2 separate regions of the Mus musculus genome follow, and region 1 is linked to region 2. The links are chromatin contacts, called in public Hi-C maps. All regions are on one chromosome and are shown on one strand. The core of a region is the stretch at or near the end of the contact, and the rest is flanking DNA. Distances in the headings are between cores, read along the strand shown. Region 1 has its middle 14 kb from the start of Gm12974. Region 2 holds the start of Zdhhc18 (zinc finger, DHHC domain containing 18).

Region 1 (7,131 bases), core at 1,186-3,685, 200 kb after region 2:
CTCTGGGTGCCCTGGAACTTGCTTTGTAGACCAGGCTGGTCTCAAATTCACAATGATCCTTTGGCTTCTGCCTCCCAAGTGATGGCATTAAAGACATGCACCACCATGCCTGGCCTTAAAGGTAAGTTTCAACCTTGACAAATGAACACCACACACACAAACACACACACACACACACACACACACACACACACACATCCCACAAACACATACACACACACACACCAGAACAAATATGTTTTGGCACTGTACATAGACATTAAGCTTGATGATGTATTATGCATAAAAAATTGCGCAAAGAGAAATGTTTCCATCAGTGAAATAAACTTAGATTGCACAAAACAGAAAAAAAAAATGTTTAAAAGGTTATCGGGGGCTAAAGAGATGGCTCAGTGGTTAAGAGCACCGACTGTTCTTCTGAAGGTCCTGAGTTCAAATCCCAGCAACCACATGGTGGCTCACAACCACCCATAATGAGATCTGATGTCCTTTTCTGGTGCATCTGAAGACAGCTACAGTGTACTTACATATAATAATAAATAAATCTTTTTTTAAATTACCAGGTTATTTATTTCTTGCATGTGCATATGATAACATGATACACTTACATGGGACGGTCAGAGGACAACTTGCAGACTTTGTTTTTTTTTCCTTTACTGTGTGGGTCCTGGGGATCAAACTTAGGTCAATAGGCTTGGTGGCAAGCCATTTGTGTCATCTTGCTGGCCCCAAATGGCTAAACTAATCTTGCTTCTGCCTCCTGAGTGCTGGATTTAAAAGCATGCAAATGATTTTGTTGGGGGTTTTGTCCTACTTTTTTTTTTTAAGATTTATTTATTTATTTAATGTAGGTGAGTATACCACCTTTGCTCTCTTCAGAGGGGCATCAGATCCCATTACAGATGGTTGTGAGCCACCGTGTGGTTGCTGGGAATTGAACTCAGTACCTCTGGAAGAGCAGTCGGTGCTCTTAACTATGGAGCTATCTCTCCAGCTCTTGTTTTTATTCTTCAAGAAAGCATCTCATATGTAGTTCTGGCTGGCCCAGAACCCAGTATGTAGATCAGGTTGGCCTTAAACTCACCAATGAGCCTCTGCCTCCCAAGTGCTGGCATTAAAGGCGGGTGCTACCACGCTCTGCTATGTCTGAGTGTTTTATTTGCATGTTAAGTATGGTTACCAGGTGCTCGCCGATACCCATGGAGGTCAGAATAGGGTGTGAGAGTTCCTGGGACAGTTGTGAGGCACCTTGTGGGTGCTAGGAATTGAACTCCTGACTTTTGCAAGATCAACAAGTGTTCTTCGTAATCACTGAGCCAACCACTCTCCTTAGTCCCCTCCTGATCATCCGCTCCTGATCAGGGCTTGGCTCCTTCTTCTCTGTATCCATGGGAATTGCTCCCATAATTAGCAGCATCCCCTGCCTGGAACACAAACAGGCAAACGTTCCACCCTGGTAGCTGCTGCAGGGAAGGCTGGCCGATTAGATCTTTCCTTTGAGAGGCACCCCTCAGATTTGAATGTGGCGCCCACATCCTCCCACATCCGGTTTACCTGAGACACAGTTCACTAAAACCTCCCCGACTGGAGTCACTCTGATGGCTCGCCAAGTTTATCCCAGCACTTGGGAAGCAGAGGCAAGCGGATCTCTGAGCTTGGGCTATGCAGAGAAACCTCGTCTTGAAAAACACAAACAAACAAAAGAAAAAACACACTTAATCGCAGAAGGAGCTCCCTGGCTCCCTGATCTCCTAAATTGACTAAATTGAGCAATTTAGGGGGAGAGCACCGCCCCTTTCCTCTCCTCAGTCTACAGCCCGCGGGTTTTCGATGATGAAAGCCGAAAGCTGGAGTCTTCATGGGTGTCATCAAGTGATCAAATGCCGGAGGTGGGGGGGGGGGGCTTTGAGGAGTAAAGGGGATCGAACATTTCTACCACACATAAACATTAACTGCAAATAGAAGTGTGAAGAGCAGGGAGCCTTCTCTTCAGATTTTAGAAGTTTCAGTAAGATGGGCTAGCACCCTCCGGCCCCTCCCTGGAGACGCCTGGTGCTCTTCCACCCAGGGCGGGGCGTCTTCTTATCTGGATATAGCTAGGATTATGTGCACCATTCAGACACTGTGGGGAGAGACAATATCCATTTTCCTTCCAACATCAAGGCAGCCTTTTAAAGCTTTATCCGGACTTATTTTGGTTCCTGCAATAAAAAGGCGAGGTGGGAGAATTATGTCTAACAAAAATAACGCCATTGTGCGCTCCGAGTTTCCCACTGCAGGCCACTTTTAAAGCATTTTGCTGTCACCTCCGCCGCCTCACACGCATTCAGGCAGGTTGGCAGTGAACAAAGAGAACTCACTTCACACATACCAGCCCTAAACCTCCACTCTCCGGACAAAAGTGTCCCTCGGCAATGTTTTGCTCCTGGCTCTGCTGAAGGGCCATTCAGTCACTTCCAGCCCTCTTTCTCTTGGGAGACAAAGGCACCTTTGGGCTGAAGTGACACGGGAGAGTTAGAATCAGATTTGTTATCGAAATTGCAGCCCTCAATTTTAGCAAGAGGCTCAGTCTGTCTACTGCTACCACAGGAAGGCAGCCTTTATAACCCTGGAGCACTGGGCCAATTATGCACCTGCAAATATACCATACAAGACATTTCAGGTTCTGAGCACTTTGAAAACCGATCCTTAAACAGTCTCGAGGGACCCGATCCCCCACGTCGGGGATAAAGGCTGCTTTGGAATCTGCTATTGGCACCAGAAAGCGTCCTCTGAAGTCACTCAAAAGCCATTTTTATTGTGCATTGGCAAACAAAGAGCCTCATCTCACCAAAACAAAGTCTGTTACCAAATCAGGGTGGGAAGTCAGACTCAGCCCGCGAAGAGTCAATTACCCTGGCAATTTTGTGAAGGGCTGGGAAGCAATTCCTGGGGGAGAGCAGTGTATAGAGGGGTGGGTGGAAGGATTCTGGGAGGGGGCTGGCTCTGAAAACTTCTCCTTCATGAAAAGGAAGTACCATTACCTCTAAAACCCTACCAGTTATGACAGAAGGGCCTCTGTGACTTCTGGTTATACACTTTTTATTATTATTAACTGGGGAAATGTAGATTATGTGAATTTTAAAACAACTTTTGGAGCAACCTTGGCTGCTTTCTAAGGAACTTGTCTGCAGTGTTGTAACCTGAAGCTCAGAGTCAGGTTGGTGACCCGTGTGTCCCTCACCTGAAAAGCGACCTTCTTCTGGGGCTCACTTCCTTGATAAGCGGGCAGATGCTCACCGCACTGTTTATCTGGGGAAAGAAATACGTGTGGGAAAAGAAGCAATTTTCTTCTCATTGCAGTTAAAGAAAGTCATGGTCGCCTGTTGTGGGTTTAGCCTGCCACCTGTTGGTCAAAAGAAGAACAGCAGGGAACTAGGGATGAAAGCGCCCATCTGGTGAAAGGTTTTGATGTAGTCAAATCTTTTTCTCTCTGCCTCTCTCCCACCTATTCTTTTCCTCCTGTCTGTCAGTCTGTCTGTCTGTCATCTCTCTCTCTCTTTTCCTTTCAACAGTTTACTGGTTTGTTATATGAACAGACATACTCATAAAATGGGTCGGTGAGATGTCTCAGTGTGTAAAGGCGCTTGCTGGCAAGCCTAAAGAACTGAGTTCAATCCCTGGGACCCACGTGGGTGGATCACACCAACTCCCACTGGTAGCCCCTCCCACACACAAGGTACTGCATACACACAGAGATGATGGAATTAAAATGTTTTCTGTATGTCAGGGTAAGAAACGTAATGAATAGTCCAAATAAGACTATGAAATAAAGCCAGGCATGGTGGCACATACCTTTAATCCCAGCACTTGGGAGGCAGATTTCTGAGTTTGATGCCAGCCTGGTCTACAGAGTGAGTTCTAGGACAGTAAAAAACAAAACAAACAAAAGACTATGAAATAACATATCAAGAATGGAGAACTAATGTCATGATGCTTTCCGCAGAAGGGGGAAGGGAAGTGCTCTTATTAAAAGCTGTTTGGGGGGGCTGGAGAGATGACTCAGAGGTTATGAGCACTGACTGCTCTTCCAGAGGTCCTGACCTGAGTTCAATTCCCAGCAGCCACATGGTGGTTCATAACCATCTATAATGAGATCTGGTAGTGCCCTCTTCTGGCATGCAGGCACACATACAGACAGAACACTGTGCATGATACATTGAGAGAGAGAGAGAGAGAGAGAGAGAGAGAGAGAGAGAGAGAGAGAGAGAGAGAGAGAAATTGAGGTTATAATTCAGGGTCTGGTCTAAGAAACTAAGCTCTTTTTTGTTGTTATTTTGGTTTTTTGTTTTGTCTGTGTAGCCCTGGCTGGCCTCAAACTCAGAAATCCGCCTGCACCACCACCCGGCTCAAAAACAAGCTCTTCGTCTCTTCAGCTTCTTTTTTGTTTTGTTTTGTTTTGTTTTGTTTTGTTTTGTTTTGTTTTGTTTTGTTTTTCGACACAGGGTTTCTCTGTGTAGCCCTGGCTGTCCTGGAACTTACTCTGTAGACCAGGTTGGCCTCGAACTCAGGAGTCTGCCTCCCAAGTGCTGGGATTAAAGGTGTGCACCACCACATCTGGCCTTTCTTCCTTTTTTTTTTTTTTTTAAGATTTATTTATTTACTATATGTAAGTACACTGTAGTTGTCTTCAGACACACCAGAAGAGGGCATCAGATCTTGTTACAGATGGTTGTCAGCCACCATGTGGTTGCTGGGATTTGAACTCAGGACCTTTGGAAGAGCAGTCAGTGCTCTTAACCACTGAGCCATCTCACCAGCCCCCCCACCTTTTTTAAAAAACAAATAATAATACTGTATTTACCCTGTAAATTTACTGTAAGAGCCCTGGGGCCAGCTATGGCACCACATGTCTGTAATCCCAGTACACTACAGGCTAAGGGTAGAGGATAGTGCGCTTAGAGTCAACTTGTCCACATAGAAAGACAAATTGCGAAACAACAGCAAAATTTACAGAGCTAGGCCAGGCAGCACATACCTTAATCCTAGTCCTTAAGAGACAAAGAGACAAGCAGACTTCTGTGAGTTCAAGGCCACCCTGATCTTGAACCTACAGAGGGGGTTCCAGGTCAGCTATGAATTAATTCTAAGCCATCCAAGTTTACACAGTGAGACCCTATTTAAATCTAACCTCTCCAAAAAAAAATAAAATTAAAAAAATGAGGTTATGGAGGTAGCTCAGTGGTAATGGCCCCTCCTTGAGTTTGATGGTGAATTCAGTCTCTGGGACTTACATGGTGGAAAGGAAAAACTTGCACCTGAAAAAATGTCCTTTGACTTGTGAGGTGGAAATTTCTGGTTTCTCTGGAAGATTCAGCTGTGGTATGAGACATTTTTCTGGAAACTGTCTTTTGAGAGGATGTTTTGCTGAGGCAATCACATGGGAGGGTATTTTGCTGTGAACGGACATGTAGTGTTTTTCTTGAGGTTGCCTGGGAAGGGGGCATGCGATGTTTTGCTGGAGTGGACAATTGTTTGGAAAAGTGCAAGGATGACCCAACAGACCATGAACAGCAGTGCTGCGTGGCATTGGTTTGCCTTGCCTTCCTGGTTGAGCATCCTTTGTCTTCTTGACATTGTGGAGAGAAATGCACCAAAGAACTTAATGGTGGTGTTTGGGCGGCTTCTTCCTCCTTCCAATGACTCAGGGCCGATTGGCAGACCCTCACAGTTCTGAATCAAACTGCCATTGCTGATTTGTGAACAGTGTTCGGGGGCGGGCCGTTGCCGCTGTCGATCCATGTGAACTGAACCGCCGCTATCCTCACAATGAAGGTTGATACCACCCCGCAAAAACCTATTTCTAAACAGGTCCATATCTTCCTTTACCCTATTAACCTTCTCTTCCCACTATCTCTAGTGGGTGGTGGGCTAGAAGGTAGGTTAAAGCATTTTAGTATCCTTATTAAACTAGGACTTGAAAAATATGTCTACAGACCCCTATATGTACATCATGGTGTGTTTGACCCACCCGCCTACACACATGTCTGCACACATGATAAGTGAACATAATTAAAAAAAATATTTATTATATGTAAGTACACTATAGTTGTCTTCAGACACACCAGAAGAGGGCATCAAACTCCATTACAGATGGTTGTGAGCCACCATGTGGTTGCTGGGATTTGAACTCAGGACCTCTGGAAGAGCAGTTGGTGCTCTTAACCACTGAGCCATCTCCCCAGCCCATAATTTTTTAAAGTAAGATAATAATTACTTTTTTAAATTTATGAGTTAGGGAGCTGGAGAGATGGCTCAGTGGTTAAGAGCACTGACTGCACTTCTGAAGGTCCTGAGTTCAAATCTCAACAACCACAGGGTGGCTCACAGCCATCTAGGATGGGATCTGATGCCTTCTATTAACTTTAAAGTGTACATGCAGGCAGCGCCTTCATGTAAATAAGTAGATAAATCCTTAAAAAATTATAAATTAAAAAACTATGAGTAAGAGGCTAAGCATTACAGGCATGTACCAGAATCTGGTTTCTGCTGGGGATGGAACCAGGGCTTCATGTATGCTAAGCAAGTACTCAGCCATCAGAGCCACACCCCCAGCTAGGCAAGCCCTCCTCCAACAGAGCCACGCCCCCAGCTTTGTTTGCTGTCTGATGGATGGGGACTTGCTGAGTTGTCCCAGACTGTTTGCTTGACCTCAGCTGTCATCATCTTGAGTAGCTAGAACTAAAGGCGAGTCTGTTTTTACAGCTCCTTCTTTCCATCCGGTATCCAGCATCTACGTGTTTTCCGTGTACCGGGGACTTTGCACATCCTAAGCGTGTGCTCTCCTGCTAAACCACACCCCTCCAAATTGCCTTCATTGAAAATATGAACCTGTCTAGTGGAGTCGAAACTTATTACTCCTAAAGAATATCTAAGTTCCAAAGTGTTCTTGTTGTTTTACTAGGAAACAGCAAATAGGACTAGTGAGGGCTCAGCAGAGGACCTGGGTTGGGTTCCCCCGCACTGATGTATTCACTGGAAGAGGGCCATGCCTCTAACATGTGTCTTATTTCTAAGCCGGTAGCGTGGAAATGTTAAGGAATCATTCTCCCTAGCCTTGGGGGTAAATTCTTTTTCCCTCTTGTGGTGAGT
Region 2 (7,296 bases), core at 3,963-6,462:
TACGCACCAGGGCACACGCACACGCATAAAAAATAAATGGAATGTAATTAAAAACCAGATTGACAGGCAGACAGAGACAGAGATGGAAACAGAAAAAGGGGCTACCTGGGCTGGCTCTGAATCCCTGGTCACAAGCCATCTTCCCACCTCAGCCCCAAGAGTTAGGACATCATGTGAAAGCAACGTTATGTCCAACTCGGTTCTAAGCATTTAAAAAAATATATTAATAATTTCTGTGAATGAGTGTTTTTGCCTGCACGTCTGACTGTGTATCGCATGTATAGCTGGTGACCAAAGAGGCCAGAAGGTGTGGGACGCCCTGGAATGAAAGTTAGAGATGGTTGTGAGACACCCTATGGATGCTAGGAATTGAACCAGGTCCTCTAAAAGAGTAGCAGGTGCTTTTAATCACTGAGCCATCTCTCCAGACCTGATCCCCACACTTGGGGCAGCCTCAGAATCCAGTTAGCAGACACAGCACTTCAGGAAGCTATTAAGGGGGCTGTCCCTTGAGTAACCAACCATCCATGGCAATGTTGCAATGTCAACACAGTTGGTCGGTCAGTCAGTCAGTCAATCACTCAGTCAGTCAGTCAGTCACTCAGTCATTCATTCATTCAGTCATTCATTCATTCAGTCAGTCACTAAGTCAGTCAGTCACTCAGTCATTCAGTCAGTTGCACCACAAATATTTACTGAGTCCTTTTTTAGGAGTAATGGCTATACATATGACATGAGCTACCGAGTGGCTTATAAACTAAAAAGAAAAAAAAAAGAGCCCAGTAAACAGGGCCTGCCACACAGGGTGCTGTGTTCTGCAGACTTAGTGCAAGTGATAGAGCACTTGTTAGGCCCTGGGTTTGGACCTCAGCTGGGTGGGTAGGTATGGCACCTCACACCTTCAATCCCAGCCACTCTGGAGACAGAAACAGGCAGATCCCCGTGAGTCCTCGGCCAACTTGGTCTATACACTGAATTCCAGGTTGGCCAAGACCATAGAGAAAGATCCTGTCAAAACAAAACAAAACCAAACCCTGCTTGTCTGCGAATATGTTGCTTGCCTTTACCCTGCTAAGTAATGAGCTTCTCTGAGGACGCAGACAGCATCCCTTGCCCAGGAAATAGCTATCAAACAAATCGTGCTCCCCTCATGGAGAGGAAGTAGCTACCACATCTTTTATTCAGTATTACAGACCAAACCTTGTGCACAGTAGGTAAGCGCTTTATCACTAAGTCATCTCCTGCTATCTTCTGAAGATTTGCTCTGGGCTAGATATTGCCCTCGTCAATCAGTCACTATAAATAACCCTTACAGGCTGGGGATACAGCTCAGTGGTAGAATGCTGTCTACCACGCACAAAGCACCGAGCTCAACCCCCAGCAGCTCCAAGTAAGAACCATTAACAATAATGATAATAATGACTATCAAATCAATACCTGCCATATAAGCCAGACATGATGCTGCATGCCTACAATGGTGGTACTTGAGAGCCTGGCAGTTTGAGGTCAGTCTGGGCTACAAACAATAACGCTACCTTAAAAGCATTCATTCTGCCGGGCACACTGACCCACACCTTTAATCCCAGCACTCAGAAACACAGGCAGGTGGATCTTTGTGAGTTTGAGGCCAGCTAGAACTACAGAGTGAGATCCTGTCTCAAAATTAATTAACGAAATGCCTGACATACAGATAGCTACTATGTGCCAGATACGCTGCTGTGCACTTTACATGCATTTCTCGAATCTTCACGGTGACCCTCTGACCTTATTTTTTTTTAATTTTTATTTATTTATTTATTTATTATATGTAAGTACACTGTAGCTGTCTTCAGACACTCCAGAAGAGGGAGTCAGATCTTGTTACGGATGGTTGTGAGCCACCATGTGGTTGCTGGGATTTGAACTCTGGACCTTCGGAAGAGCAGTCGGGTGCTCTTACCCACTAAGCTATCTCACCAGCCCCCCCCCCTCTGACCTTATTTATGCTCCAAAAAAAACTTCACAGATGAAGACATTCCAGAAGTTTAAACAATGTGGGCAATGCAGGTCAGGAGCGTTCACTGTGATGTTCACGGCACCAACTGCAGCCAGCCCCTGCCTTCCCACTAAAGCTGGAGGGGATTCGACAGAGTGGGGGCTGCAGCTTGGGAGATGCATCTATCAGGAGGCTAGGAGCCAGCCATCCTTCCAGGGGTCCACAGAGGCAGGGAGTGAAACCAGGCCATCTGCACACTGCTTCTGAAGCCTGCGGAGGCCTTTCCTCAGGACCAGAGCCTGCCAAAGCCAAGGGCTCCTAGTGGGCTACCCTCTGCCCAACACATTTCTTCATGGCCAACCCCCCAACAGAACCAGCCAGGTCCTAGTGTTATGCTGGACAGCTCACCTAGTTCTCACACAAGCAGGCGCCTGGGGAATAAAGCCTGGGACTTGTAGAGCCCTCGGGCAACACCAACAGCAAGATCTAGGCTCTGATTTCCTCTGCTAGATTCAAGGTCACCCAGTCAGGGTGCCAATTACAAGCTGGCATCTCCACACTCCCAGCGAGTGATCCGTGCACTTGCAGTGTTGAGCACTGACCATAGGTATCCCTTAAACTGGCTCTAGGCACTAAATGCACAGCACTGTGCAGATTTCCTATGTTCTTGAAGAAAACACAGGCACGAAATGGCCAATCAAGTGTATACGTATAGTACAGGCAGGCAGGGAGAGATCAAAATAAGTGGACCATGAGGGTGCTCCAGAGGCCCTGAGGCAGGAGCAAGCCAGCAGGCCAGTGCACTTGAGAGGACAACTGGGCAGAAGACGACTGGGCAGGAGGACGAGAGGGTGCCGAGGCCACAGGAAGCCAACATCAGAGCCGGGGCTCTAACTGAGAGGGAGAACCGGGAGCCAGAAGTCTGATGTCCAGGGGTTATGTCTGCTGTGTGGAATGGGAAGTGTGGTAGAAGCTGGGACGCCTGGTAGGGTGTGATGCAACTTCCCAGCCAACAGGGAAGCAAAACGATTCGCAGTAGGAAAGGTCCTCCCCCAAGAGCCAAGTACCTTCCCAGAGCAATGAGGAGTGAGCACTTCTTGCCAACCCTGTCCTCACTAAAGGTGTGTCCACCGAGCAACCCCAAAACACCCAGCAGGACTATAGGATGTCACCAAACCCTGTCCCCAAAGCTGCCACCCAAGTAACAAGAGGAGAGAAAAGTCAAGGTGATTGGCCTGTTCTCGCTAAGCGCAGGAATCCTTCCTTCCTGGCTCCGGGCAGCGCAGTACCACTAGGAAGATACCCAAGTCCAAAAGCAGTATAGAGCAGCCAGCACGCCTTCCTCCTGCCTGGGCCATAACCCTGGGTGTGAGCACCACAGAGAATGGCCTCAGGGCTCTGGAAAAAACATTTCCACAGCACCCAAGAAGCCATAGTCATAGCGAGGTGAAAACGAAACTTGGCCCGAGGTTCAGGCTGGGATCCCAGTGCTCCTCTGTGTAAACCACCCTGAACTTTTTTTTTTCTTTTTCCTGTCCTGATCCAGTGGAAGGGCAGAGCATTTTGGGGGAGGATGGAAAGGAAGGATGTCTTCACCTTGTAGTTACAGAGACATAATCCAGGTCCTGGAAAGTGATCTGAGAACTGGTCTTTCAGACAGCCTCATCATGACATGCGTGCCCCCCTCCCCCAACCCCGGGGAAGTAATAGCTGCCAACATCAAGTGCTAGAAGCTTGGACGAAAAAGAATAAATAAATAAATAATGAATATATCTGGAAAAAAAAAAGCTAAAGGCTTGCAAGCATGACCAATCTCAATAGAACCCTGTCGGGGGTGGGTACTATTAAAGTCCCCATTCTACAGGTGAGGGCACTGAGGTTTGGAAACGTAAAATGACTGCCTGCAGGCCACACAATTAGTGGGAGGTGGAGCTGGGACTGGAGCCAGAGATGGAGTTCTTAACCATAATGAATAATAAAAGAAACCAATAGGAAGAAGTAGGAGGGAAAGGTGGGACTCACCCCGGGTGCGTTCAAGTGGGGGTGTATGTGCCCTCAAGGAGTCACAGGGCAAGTGACTCCAGCTAGAGGCTGAGGGTGGGTGGAAACTTTGGATGCATGAGTGGCCCGAGAAAACTATAAGCAGCCACTCCTCCATCCTTCAGTCCTAAAACGGAGCTACAGTGTAGGCCAACCCTAGGTCACTGGGAAAAGGTCAGAAGCCCATAGGGGCAAATAAGACAGGCCGTGTGAAAGCACTCAGGTCTCTTTCCTGAAAAGGATCTTGATGCCGCCCGCTGTCCCGGTGGTGGACCGCCACCGAGGGATGCAGAGTGTCCGGAGGGGAAAGAGACAGGGCAGGGTGGGAGACACCTAGAGGACTAGGGAGCTAAGAGAGCGTCGGGAAGAAGCTTTGGAGAAACTAAGGAAAGTGCTGGAGAGAGAAGGGCCTGTCTGAGAGGCCCAGAGATGCTTTAGGGAGGACTGCCTCCGGGCCTAGGGTGACCATGACTGAGGGAAAGCGGGTGTGGGAGCCAGGACCCTGTAGAACCTTGGAGGGACTTGAGAGGACGCCTAGAAAAATTCATGGTAGGGTGTCCACAGCCAAAGGACACAAAAACTTACTTGTCTGAGGACAGGAATGAAAGACGCCTAGAAGGGTCAGAAAGAGCCTGGGATAGGCAAGAACCAGCCAGTGAGTGACCGCAGGTGGACCTGAGGGACCCGGCAAAAGCTGGTGACCCGGGCGGGGCACCCAAGGTCCGGGTGGCGAGAAGGGGTTCCGGGGTTCCGGGGCGGCGGGCGGAGGCCCGAGGGCTCACGGATGCGGGCGGGGAAGGAGCGGCGGCCGGGGACGCAGTGCCGGGGTGGGGGTGGGCGAACTCACTCGAAGACGAAGAAGAGGATGGTGGTGCTGAGGATGAGCAGCAGCGTGAGCGCGAAGACGCCGCCGTGGCCGGCCAGCATGAGCCGGCCTCCGCAGTAGAAGCGGTTGCGGCCCGGGAACACCTCCCACTTACGCCGGGGCCGGCGGCCCAGGCTCCCGCTGCCGCTGCCGCTGCCGCTCCAGCGCGGCGCGCCAGGCGCGGGCCCGGGGCTTGGAGCAGGGGGCGCGGCGGGGCCGGGGCGACGCGCCCCGGGGGAGGCGGGCGGCGGGGCGGCCCCGGGGCTTATCTGCTGGTACTCGCAGTCCTTCATGCGGCCGGCCGCGGGCCTCGGCTCCGCGCCCGGCCGCTCCGGGACCGGGCCGAGCAGCGGAGGTGGCGGCGGCGCGCGCGGCGCTGGCGGGCGGGCAGGCAGGCTCGCTCGGGTTGGCCTCTCCGCTGCCGCCCCGCCCCCGGCTCGCTCCGCAGCGCCTCCTGCGCCCAGCCCGGGCTCTGCAGATGCGGCCTCCAGGGCTCCCTCAGCTGCCGGTGCTCTCAGACCCTGCCTTAGGAGTCAGAGATTCAGGGGACAGCTCAGGCACTCCAGGCTCGCCCACCTCTGAGGGCAAGCTGGTAAGGGTGCTTTGAAAGTTCCGAGTGTCTAAAGGGGTGTGAGTGAAATATCCTTTAGTCTTTCCCTCCCTGCTGTCCTAGGTTCAACCCTGGGTTCTAGATAATCCCCAAATGGAGATCATGCCTAAGGGCCCCAAACTTTTTTCAGGTGGGTGTTTTCACAACAGACCTAACCAACCAGGAACTGGGGTGGGCTAACTCCTGGTGACTGAGACAAGTAGGGTTCAAGGACCTTCAGGCCAAGGTCCAAGGTGAATTTGCAACGAGCTGGGCTACAAGTGAGTCCCTGTTTCAGCTGAAAACACACACACACACGCGCACACTATATTTTCTAGGACTCAGGTCGGAAGTCCAGAAATATTTTAGCAAATTCTTTTACATGCATCACCCCCAAAGCTCATAGGGCTAAATCAGGCAGTCTTATCTGGAGCAAATGGGGTCCAGCCTCCTTGCAAACCATTCAAGTTGATGGTGGAACTTATTTCTCGTGATGTGACTGGAGGCCTGGGAGTTTTGCTGAAACTCCACCCAAAGTTACTAGAGCTCATTGCAGTGGCTCACCAGCGAGGTTTCTCTGAAGGACTTGTGCACTTCCTGAACCTGACAAGGAGAGTTTAGCATCCATTTGTGAAAACAGGGATTGCTAGCTGGCTATGGTGGCCCACGCCTTTACTCCCAGCACTTGGGAGGCAGAGGCAGGCGAATTTCTAAGTTCGAGGCCAGCCAGGTCTACAGAGTGAGTTCCAGAACAGCCAGGGCTACACAGAGAAACCCTGTCTCGAAAAACAAAACAAAAGAACAGGGATTGTTTTGCTTTTGGGATACTTGAGTATCCCACCCAGGACCTCACCAGCTGGGCAACCCCTGTCTCTAGCACTGAGCTGCTCCACCTGCCCTAAGACAGATCATTTGTGTTTGTGTGACTGAACGTGCACGTGGGGAGACCGAGAGGGCAGGCCTACGTATGCATGGAGGCCTGAAGAAGGTCTCAGATCCTTCAGAGCCGAAGTTCACTGTAAGATACCTAAATGGTTAGGTAGATGCTGGGGTCTGAACTGGGGCACCCATGATTGTTCGGCAAGTACTCTTAACCACTGTGATGGTTTGAATATGCTTGGCCCAGGTAATGAGAGCACAATTAAATGTTTTCCTCTATAAGAATTACCTTGGTCATGGTGTTTCTTCACAGTAATGGAAACCCTAAGACAGAAGTTGGTACTAGAAGTGGGGTATTGCTGTGATAGGCCTGACCATGCTTTTGTTTGGAGACATGTGGATCTTAGGACTTTGGAAAGCAGTGGAGTGCTTTCTGTGGGGTTTAATGGGCCACCCTCGTAGGGATACGGGAGACTTTGTTGCTGATGGTATTTGAACTCTGGAAGCCTGGCTCAGGAGGTTTCAGAGGAGAAGACTGCTAATGCGTGGCCTAGAGACTGTTTTTGTGGTATTTTGGTGAAGAATGTGGCTGCTTTTTTCCCTTGTCTGAAGAATCCGCCTGAGGCTAAAGTGAAGAAGACATTTAGATTAATTGCATTAGCAAAGGAAATCTCAAAACAGCCTGATATAAATTCTGTTGTGTGGTTACTAAGTTCACTCATGAGGACACTGTAGCTGTCTTCAGACACACCAGAAGAGGGCATCAGATCCCATTACAGATGTTTGTGAGCCACCATGTGGTTGCTGGGATTTGAACTCAGGACCTTTGGAAGAGCAGTCAGTGCTCTTAACCTCTGAGCCATCTCTCCAGCCCCCACGTTCACTTTTTTTTTTTAAATAAATATGGTGGCAGAGAGGTCTTTTTTTTAAAGATTTATTTATTTATTA

The links. A called contact is a pair of places that touch in the nucleus more often than the background predicts.
Region 1: a Hi-C map of bone marrow-derived macrophages shows a contact between it and region 2, with 47 read pairs. The contact joins the enhancer-like site here to the promoter of Zdhhc18 in region 2. A contact is called at or near these places in 10 of 39 promoter capture datasets (the C10 cell line, the HPC-7 cell line, cranial neural crest and 7 more), 5 of 15 datasets of contacts at CTCF or cohesin (CD8 T cells, the NIH/3T3 cell line, embryonic stem cells and 1 more), 16 of 484 Hi-C or Micro-C datasets (8-cell embryo, bone marrow-derived macrophages, embryonic fibroblasts and 5 more), 41 of 115 datasets of contacts at active chromatin or transcription factors (the 230-238 cell line, CD8 T cells, the HPC-7 cell line and 26 more) and 4 of 9 other capture datasets (adipose tissue, liver, macrophages and 1 more).

The regions. Positions count from the first base shown.
Region 1 is chr4:133,826,531-133,833,661 of GRCm38.p6, forward strand. No RefSeq gene overlaps it. Among named protein-coding and RNA genes, the nearest start is that of Gm12974, 14 kb to the left of the region's middle. Within about 2 kb of position 2,436, at least 55 of the 459 cell types and tissues checked have an H3K27ac peak or open chromatin away from gene starts, as enhancers often do. A contact at or near this core is called in CD8 T cells, T-cell acute lymphoblastic leukemia, Th2 cells and 5 more, where this site is marked.
Region 2 is chr4:133,628,217-133,635,512 of GRCm38.p6, forward strand. It overlaps Zdhhc18 (zinc finger, DHHC domain containing 18), which reads right to left and starts at 5,213. Exons shown (of 8, transcript NM_001017968.2): 1 at 4,863-5,213. The coding sequence starts at 5,173.